Linked DNA regions of Sus scrofa: region 2 is linked to region 1. The links are chromatin contacts, called in public Hi-C maps. All regions are on one chromosome and are shown on one strand. The core of a region is the stretch at or near the end of the contact, and the rest is flanking DNA. Distances in the headings are between cores, read along the strand shown.

The links. A called contact is a pair of places that touch in the nucleus more often than the background predicts.
Region 2: a Hi-C map of skeletal muscle shows a contact between it and region 1, with 2.6 times the contacts expected there. The contact joins two enhancer-like sites. A contact is called at or near these places in 3 of 47 Hi-C or Micro-C datasets (heart right ventricle, mesenteric adipose tissue and skeletal muscle) and 1 of 2 datasets of contacts at active chromatin or transcription factors (skeletal muscle).

The regions. Positions count from the first base shown.
Region 1 is chr3:119,016,800-119,021,434 of Sscrofa11.1, forward strand. The region is part of intron 5 of LOC106509892 (a long non-coding RNA gene); the gene reads right to left. Among named protein-coding and RNA genes, the nearest start is that of RDH14, 430 kb to the right of the region's middle. Within about 2 kb of position 2,017, at least 9 of the 83 cell types and tissues checked have an H3K27ac peak or open chromatin away from gene starts, as enhancers often do. A contact at or near this core is called in skeletal muscle, where this site is marked.
Region 2 is chr3:119,087,549-119,092,183 of Sscrofa11.1, forward strand. All of the region lies in intron 5 of LOC106509892 (a long non-coding RNA gene), which reads right to left. Among named protein-coding and RNA genes, the nearest start is that of RDH14, 360 kb to the right of the region's middle. Within about 2 kb of position 2,378, at least 8 of the 83 cell types and tissues checked have an H3K27ac peak or open chromatin away from gene starts, as enhancers often do. A contact at or near this core is called in skeletal muscle, where this site is marked.

The sequences.
Region 1 (4,635 bases), core at 767-3,266:
ACAGTCCTTCCACTGGTCTGCTCCCTGTGTAATCTCCTCCTCAGTTTTTGGCTTCTCTTCTATGTTTAGACACCTGAGCTCATCACTACCCTCTCCTTTCCTCGACTGTTATTGGGCTCTTTCTCATGCCCCTGACTGCAAGCAGGACAGTCATCCAGCAGCCTTATCACTAATTTAAAATGGTACCTCTACAGCAAGGGGGCTCTTCTCAGCCGGAACAAAAGGAGTAGCTTCCATTCTTCTCAGCCAATACTGGGAGGTTTCTGGAGAATTGTAGCAAAAGTGAGATGATTCTTTATCAGGCTGTGTGTACTAATACTATCTTCTGATTTTTATAATGTTCGCTTTTGAGATGCATTCTTCCTGTATAACACCCCATATAACATCACAGTTTTCATATTCCGCACCTGCAAGGGGGGCCGTTCAGATAGGCTGTGATGAGAATGGCAACCTCTTAAAGTTTGCAGTGCACAGCCCAGCAAACATCCTTGTGGCCCTGAGATGCTTAGATTCATTGTCTATTGGCACTACAAGGAGAGTATAATCTACTGCTCCTTCTGCCTTTCGCAAATGAGGAACTAAGGTCCAACAATTGAAGGTCTTAGGTATTTTTTTACAATTAGTTGTCTCATTTGGATGTGTGAATTCATGTATAGAACCCACATCTCTCTGTTATCCACATTTCATGCCAGTTGTATTGGATGGAAAATAAAATTTTAACAGTCAAGTTATTTAAAGTACTTTTGTTTGCTTGATAAAATTATAAGAACTACCTTGACCAACACAGAAATCTTCATCATGTAAAAGCCATTGATAGTTGAAGTAAAATCAAAATTTCACTCCCCAATTCCATGCATGAAAAAATAAATGCTGGTCTTAAGACAAGTGGGACTTGTGTGGAACAAATAAGTATATAGAGTCTTCTTGAAAAGTCCTAAAAGGAGACCCACAATGATTATCTTACAAAGTGTCCACCTTTGGATAAAATCTACATTTCAGCTGCTATTTATTAAATAGCATAAGATTTATCTTTGAATGCTATCTTATCTCTTATAAGCGAAGACCAGAGCCTCCTCTGCTAGGACTGTAGGCTGGGGAGCCAAGGACTAGCGTTCCTAAAATTAACCATGCTTGTGGTTCATTGTTTGAGCCAGCCGTGTTCATTTTCCTTCCTTGTCCTAGATTTACCAGGTTGTGAAAAGAGGTTAGACCAGAAGATCCTGAAGGATTCTCATTATCTGTAATTTTTTATAATTAATTAATTAGCTTATTTGTTTATTTGGGGGGGGACTTAAAAACAGTATTATTCTTTCTTAAAACTAATTTCTTTATTTTTATTATAGTTGACTTACAGGATTGTGCCAATTTCTGCTGTACAGCATAGTGACTCAGTCATACATACATGCACATAGTATCTTCCATCATGTTCTAGCCCAAGAGTTTGGATACAGTTGCCTGTGCCCTGCAGTAGGACCTCATTGCCTCTCCATTCTAAATGGAATAGTTTGCATCCTCCAACCCCAGACTCCCCGTCCATCCCACTTTCATTATCTTTAATATTTTTTTAATTTGTTTCATGGAATCAGGTAGGAAGTAAAGGCATATAATTGTCGTAAAGTCGTAAAGGCATATGATTGTCATACAGTCGTAAAGTCGTAAAGTCAAGGCATATACAGTCTGTGTATTGTTACACAATACGTAAAGTAAGTAAAGGCATGTAACAATATAGGAGTCAGAGATCCCTAGCCTACGGCATCTACTGCTCAGCCTTGCTGCTTCTTTTTCCTTTTAATGGGGCCCTTTTGCTGTACTGCTTGTAGCTCATATATGTTCCTCTCCTCACAATCCACTAGATCCACGAGAGTGACATCTCCGGATTCCTCTCTACTACCCTCATCTCTGTTTTCTAACTCTTGGAACTTCTCAGCCTCGAAGCAGTTTGTTGGCTCTGAGCTAGGTCTCTGTTTACTTGGTGTTTTCCATCATCTGGGAATTCTCATTCGGGACTCTCTGTTCTGTGTTCATCAGCTCCCCGGCCTCTGTGGGCTCAGCCTCCTCGCTGATTATTCGATTGCATGGTTTCCCTTCATGGCTCATCTTTTTTCATTTGTCTCATGTTCATGTCAGTATATTTAAGCTCAGGCCTGGTATTTCTGGATCCTTTCTAACAAAACTCTGTTTATTTTTTCCTTTCTTCTTTCTTTGTTAGATCATCTGTGCCTTTTTCATAGTTTCACTCCACTGGCAATCGCAGAGAATTTATCAATGCAGTTTAAAAATTCCCCATTTGTTTACTGGAAACTTCCTTTTCATTCAAGGTCTTCTTATTCTCAGAAGGTGTCATCTTGCATAGAACATCTCTCAGTTTCTGAAGCTTCCCCATAAAATGGAGGAATAAAGTGCCTCAGTACCGGAGGCAGAATTTCTGAAATGACCTCCTCCTCCTTGAGAGGCTCTGACCTAATTTTCCAGGCCTGTGAGTATGACGATGTTTCTATCACGCTTGTGATTTCGTGCTTTGCCAAATGGCACAGTTGCCCTTGAAATAGAGATTATTCAGGTGGGCTTGATATAACCATCAGTCCATAAAAGCTGAGGGCGGAGTCAGAGACCTTTGAAGGATGAGGACTGGACATGCCATAGCTGCCATGGTGATGGAGGGGCCTTGATGAAAGCACCAGGGGGAATGTGGGTGGCCATGGAACAGACAGTAACTCTGGCCAGCAGCCAGCAAAAAATGGGACCTTCTTCCAGCAACCAGCAACCACGAGAGAGTAAATTTGGCCAAAAACCTGAAGGAGTTTGAAAGTAGATTCTTTCCCAGAGCCCCACCTGCCCCCACCCTGACTTTGTCCTGTGCGATCCTAAGCAGAGAACCCAGTTACATGGGGCCCAGACCTCTGATCTACTGAAACGGTGTCACAATGACTTAGTGTTCCTTCAAGCCAGTAAGCTTGTGGTAATTTGTTACACGATAGGAAATGTTACCAGCTATTGTGCTACTTTGGTGCTTTTGTCTGCTTGCCTCTGAATTCAGTACCTACAAAAGTGAGATCTTCAGCTTTACTGAATTAAAGTTTTTTCAAATCACAAGATCTCCTCAATACTGAGGTTAGGAGAACCTTCCAAATAATCTTTTAAGTAGTTCTAATTTAGAATTGCAATATGGCTATATGTGAAGAGAACTGTGAACAGTCTGGCAGTTTCTTCTATTGAGATAACAGTAGCTTAAATCTCTGAATTAGTCAATTATACCCTAAACTCAATGATGCAGTGAAGGGTAGGGGGAGGTGGGTTTGGAAAGTGGTTGTGAATTATGCTGGACCAGTCATGTGCAAAACAAGAGTCTTAATGGAATTCTAAAAGTAGTTACGAAAAACAGTAAGGACAATTTGAAAAGGTAAAAATAGATAAGTAGTACAGAGTCAGAAATATTGTAGATAAGTTGCTGGATAAATTCTGAGAATTGATTTGAACTACTTACAAAATAGCCATTGCTTGTAGAGATAAGGGAATTTAGGTTGGAGAGAAAAAGTTTATGTATTTAGACAAACTCCAGGTATCATCTTTCTTGTCTTTTCTTTCTGCCTCACTATAAATTGAAGAATAAACTAGGAAATTGTAGAACTAAATTGTGCCTTTACTCTGATCATTTGACTCTGTGAATATTAAACACAAGTTAACAGAAGAAGATTAAACAAAGATAAAAGAAAGCTAGCTGTAGAGAATTCCACATCAAATTGCTCTGAAGCTTTGAAACTCTCAAGAGGAATTTTACCTTTAAAAAAATTAATAAAATATAAGTTCAAATTTCTTGCTTCTGAATAAAGTTGAAAATATTCAATTTGGAAAGCATCTTCTTTGAAAGAGAAGATCTAAAGATATCAGAAATCAAGATTTCAAGTTAATATTTTGGAGGGTTTTTTTTCAGCTATGCCTGAGGCATATGGAAATTCCTGGGCCAGGGATCAAACTCATGCCACAGAAGCTACCCAAGCCCTTGCAGTGACAATGCCAGATCCTTAACCTGCTGTGCCACTAGGTAACTCCATGGTAACTCACTTTTTTTTTTTTTTTTTTTTTTTGCCTCGCCCACAGCATTGGGAAGTTCCTGGGCCAGGGACTGAACCCTTACCACAGCAATGACAATGTAAGATCCTTAACCACTAGTCCACCAGAGAACTCTGCTGGAGATTTTTTTTTTCTAAGTGTTTTCATTTCTGTAGATCTCAAAATTGCTTATCACTCATATATCAAAAATTGTCATTTTGTAAACTATGTTGTTTTTATAGAAATAAAAATATAATAATGTGCTAGTCCAGTCATATTTGTGGCCCATGTCTAGCAAATACCAAGAAGACAAGCAATCACTGAAACTAGGGAGTTGAAATCTCAGACTGTGAGAGAGATGAATGGTTGTATTCAGAAGTTTCCTCAATTTCCCTGCTATTTGGCAAAGTCAAGTTGTGACTTCTCCTAAACTCATCCTAAAATAAATCTCTGGCTGGGCATCCCCAGGGAGACTGTGGCAGTTCCTTGTGGATTCACAGGGTTTTCAGTGAATGAGAGCATGGGAGATCACTGACCTGGGCCGATGGCTCAGGGAGCTGAGAGCACTAACAGAAACCTGAAGTA
Region 2 (4,635 bases), core at 1,128-3,627, 71 kb after region 1:
ATACTAAAGTGCCTACATTGGTTACTTCATAATGCTACTGAGAGACTAAACAGAAATTCCTCCTGAGTTGTTCCAGCCAGCAGGCAAAAAGGAATATTGAATGGGGCCACCTAGAAAGTATCTTTGGGTTCAAGGTTATATGCAACAGGGACTATTTATTCTGTACACCTTCAAACTGGGAGATTTGGAAATTAATCATATCTTTGTACCATTAACAAAAACTGAGGACTCAGGGAGAAAGCAAAGATGACTGCTTTCAAATAGTCCTAGTGGAACCTATGGGGGACTGAAGATTTCTCTGGAAAGAAAGAGGGCGCTTCAAAACTAAGGGGGCCATTTCCTAATAATTTATACTCAAGTAGTAGAATTTATGTCACATATGCCATGATACAAAGCACATATATGCTTTCTGACACTGTTCCATTTAAATATTATAAGCGTGTGTGTGGTAATGTATTAGGTAAAATCAGTAAAATAGTCTACCAATCAAGGCCATTTCGCTCATGAGGCATCATGTTTCTATGACTTACTCTGGCAAAAACAGACTGGCCTTGAGTCAATGAATACATTTATGCCTAGCTCTGAAGCATAGGTGCCTAAGTTAATTAGGCAATTGTGACTAAACCTTGTTCAAAAAATAATTAATCAGAGCAAAATGGATAAAAATGAAAAAATATACTTCTGGGCTGCTTATTCAGGTACACGTGCTACCAAATAAGGTGGCTTCTTAGGGCCTTATAAACTATTAGCAGTAATACTACCACTTGGATATAAAAGTCTTTATCTCTTCAGTTTGAGTAATAAACTAACTTGTTTCCGCCAATCTAAGTTTTTTAAAAAATGGGTCAGTTTTGTGTCTTTGTTGCTTTGGTAATTCTTTCATTTGTGTCCCCTGAAGAATTTTATATGTGTCAGATTCAGAAAGACACTAAGAGAGAGTTTTTAAACCTTATTCTAAGGGAAGTGGCCCCTAAATATGATTTTAAGGAGAAAAAAAATGAACCAATGAAATGGTCTAATATTAAGAGTCCATTAATAATTTAATATTTAGGACAAGTAAGCAAAGCCAGATGTTAACGGAAATGTTTCCTGGTTGGGTCAGAGTCTGAACATTCCCTCCCAGTGTAAACATTCCAGCTTTGTGCCCAGGAGTCAGAGCATGGGCCAACCACCAAGTCACAGCCTCTGCTGCCCAATCAGAGCGCACTTAATACAACTAAATCAACTAAAAATAAAGGCATGTTAAGAAACAAACTCTTATGCACGCATGCGCACGTGCACATGCGTGCACACACATACACACACACACGGTTGAGGGGCAGGGAACTTGGTATTAACAACCTCAATTTTTTTTTGTATTAATAGCCCAATTCTATTGGTAGCCCACCAAACTGATGGCTTAAACCCTTCCAGGATTTATTTAAGCATCTGGGGAGTCTGATTTACTTCTCAATGGCCCATTCATCCTTTGAACGTTTACTCTGTAGCCCATGCAGTTATAACCTAAGCTGGATTTCATACATGAAAACTGACCTTCAGCACCCACGACTTTTGCCAAGTCCCAGTGAAGGCTCTTAGAATAATTTAGAGTTTGCCATAGTGACAAGTTTAAGATTCAATTATTGAGTGTAGTAAATTTATTTTTACTATGTTTGTAAAATGGCTTTCGCCCAACTCATTTCACTCCCCTTCACAGCCAAAAGGCCCAGGACAGCAACGGCTGATCCTCCCAGATCAGGGCTGCTTGCTCTCTGTTGTTTAACGCCACGTCAAATAGAAGGATTTCTACGGGACTCAGATGGAGACATTTCTCTTTTGCCTTAGTTTGGGCAAAAAATTGATTTCCTTCAGATAGCCATAATGGATGGTGAGGACGGCAGAGAGGAATCAAGCCCAGCTCGAGGCAAATGCCAAAAGTTTCCCAGAAGGATAAATCTTGTTTCCTGCCTTACTTCACAGAATTAAGCCTTAAACAAGTCATGTTCTGTGATTTGGATGCTGTGTTTATATCAGCGTCGGTTCCCTGGCTCATGGCTGGGAACATTGTATTGGTCTGTAACCCAGGACGGTTTTCCTGAAGCAAGAAATCACTATCCCGGCATCTTTATCTCCCATTCCATTTTATTTGTTCTATTAATACTAGCAAACGAGCTCCGAATGGTAAGTGGATCACAGGGAGACAGTTACATTGACCAGGTGCAGCCTGCAAAGCCAATGATTTAGCGCTCTGCTTTGGTCACCGTCTTTCCCAAGAGTTGTATGAAAGATGCCTCTTCAGAAAGGATTTTATTTTGGAAAATAATAACAGCACCTCATTTGTGCACGGCCCATTCTCAGTAGGTTCAGGGGAAAATCAGGGTAGGCTGAGAACTTGTGGTCTCTCAGTGTCTTAAATGAAACCAAATCCTCTGGGGATTGCATTCGTTTATGGTTAGTAACAGGCGACTTCCTGTTTCGAAGCAAAATGGGCTTGAAGAGGCTTATAAAAAAGACTCAAAAGGTTTCTTGGACATCAAATGACTCTAGTAAAACATTTTGATGAGTTAAGTGTAAATGCATCAGCAGCATACGGATTAAATTCCCTTCTAAATAAACATTAACAGAGAACATGTTTGGCAAAATGCATTTCGAGTTTTGCAAAACTGAAAACATTTGAAAAAGGAGTGTGAGATATTTGATGAACTCAGAAAGCAGCCGGATTGCCCATCCCGGACTTGAATATTTTCTTTGGATGTTCTGCAGATGTCAAATAAATTAGGACACAGATATTAAAACCAACGACTGCTGCAGAAGTGATCAGCTGCCCTCCAGTCAGGAGGGTGTTTCTGCAGATACCCAGTTCACATATGCATGAAGGGAGCCTCCAGGGACCTGTAACCCTTTCCTCACTCTTACTTCATCTTTTTCCTGGATTCGGCCCTACAAGACCTTCCATTATTCACAGCTCTTGCATATGTTTTGCTGCCTGTGAGATATTCTGACTCTCAAAAGAGATTTCTGCTTTGCTATAGATGAGGGTAATGATGCCTTGGTGCCACCAGGGAAATGCCAACCTTGGCGTTGTTTGGGCCAAGGCCTTTTATCCAGAAGCCACTGTGCTTGTCAAGGCTCTTGCCGTCTCTCATCATCTCTCCTTATTTTTTTTTTTCCTGACACATACACTATTAATCTTTTGCCATGGCAGAAGCGACAATGGAAAGGAAAGACTAAATCTAAGACACAGTTTGAACTCCTGTGTCTCAGATTTTCACTGGACTTGTAACTGGCTATAGAAAGAGAGGAGTCTAATGTCATCTCCTAGGGTTGAAGTTGGAGGGTCCGTTCCACAGTGAAGCCATTGAATGAGACAACTGCCTTTAGAAATCTCCTGGATTGTAAATTCTTATAGAGCCAAGGGAATACATAATTGGCACACTTTTTGTAAAGTAGTTGTCCAGAGCAACAAATCAGCAGGTCCAGGGAGAAATCTCACATATGTGAATGCCACTGCCTTGCAGTCTGTAATCACGTTGATTTATGATCATTTTGCTTTTGAACTATACAGGCAAAAAGCAGGTTCTAGGAAAATTAACAGGCAAATCAATAGCAGGTATTTTGTTTAAAAACATAAACGATTAAAGGTTTAGGCCAGTGTATTTGAGCAAATGATGATGTTATCTACAGATAACTGACATGCCACCACCATATCAAAATTTATACCAAAAGTTAACATGCTATTAACTAAGACATACTTAAAGCTTGCACACAGCTTCCTCTCATTTCACTTGGAGCTTATGCAGCGGTCTTCCTCCCTGCCATTTTTGTGCATTGATTGGTTTCCCACTAAGGCCATGATGAGGCTGAGGCTGTTTGGCCTCAGTCCTCTCTATTTTCAATTTACTCTACATATGGTTTCCAGAGTGTTCTTTCAAAAGGACTAGTCATGTCATTCACCTGTTCAATAATCTTTGATGCCTACCAGGTGTCTCCAGAATAAAGTCCAAATTCCTTATTGGTGTTCAAGCTCTTCTGGTCGGGCCTTAATTCACCTTTCAGTTCATGTCCCCCCACCTCATAATCCAGTCAAACCAGACAAATTCCCTTTTCCAGATTCCACATGTCCAGATGCTCTCCTCGTACCCAGTACTTCTCAGCATTTTGCACACTTATAAATATTTACTAAAGTATTTGTTGAGACAGTTTTCCCATTTGACTGTCAGGACATGAGGGTGGGGGTTGTGTCGGTTCTGTATATTGTATATCCATCCCCAGGGACCAACATAGCACCTGGGACATAGTAGGTGCCTGCTGGTATCTGTGAACTGATGGAGTCACTTGTCTGTGTCTGTATATTTCTATCACAGCACTTGCTGAATTCTGTATTTGTCTATCTGATCTTCCTATTGCTAGTCTCTGAGCCTAGTGGGCAGCAGATATGACTTCCTTTGTTTTTGTATCCTTGGTGACTGGTGTTGTGCTCAGCATACCCTGGGTACTCAATAAATATTTGCTAAATTTAAATGAAGAGCATGTGTTGCAGTAAGTAAGAGGTTCTAGAACATCATGTCAATTCTTAATGTAAATGTATAGACATGATGGCATTTTGAGATGTGGCTCCCATTCTTGCACACATGGCCACGCTCTAGGGTAGGCAAG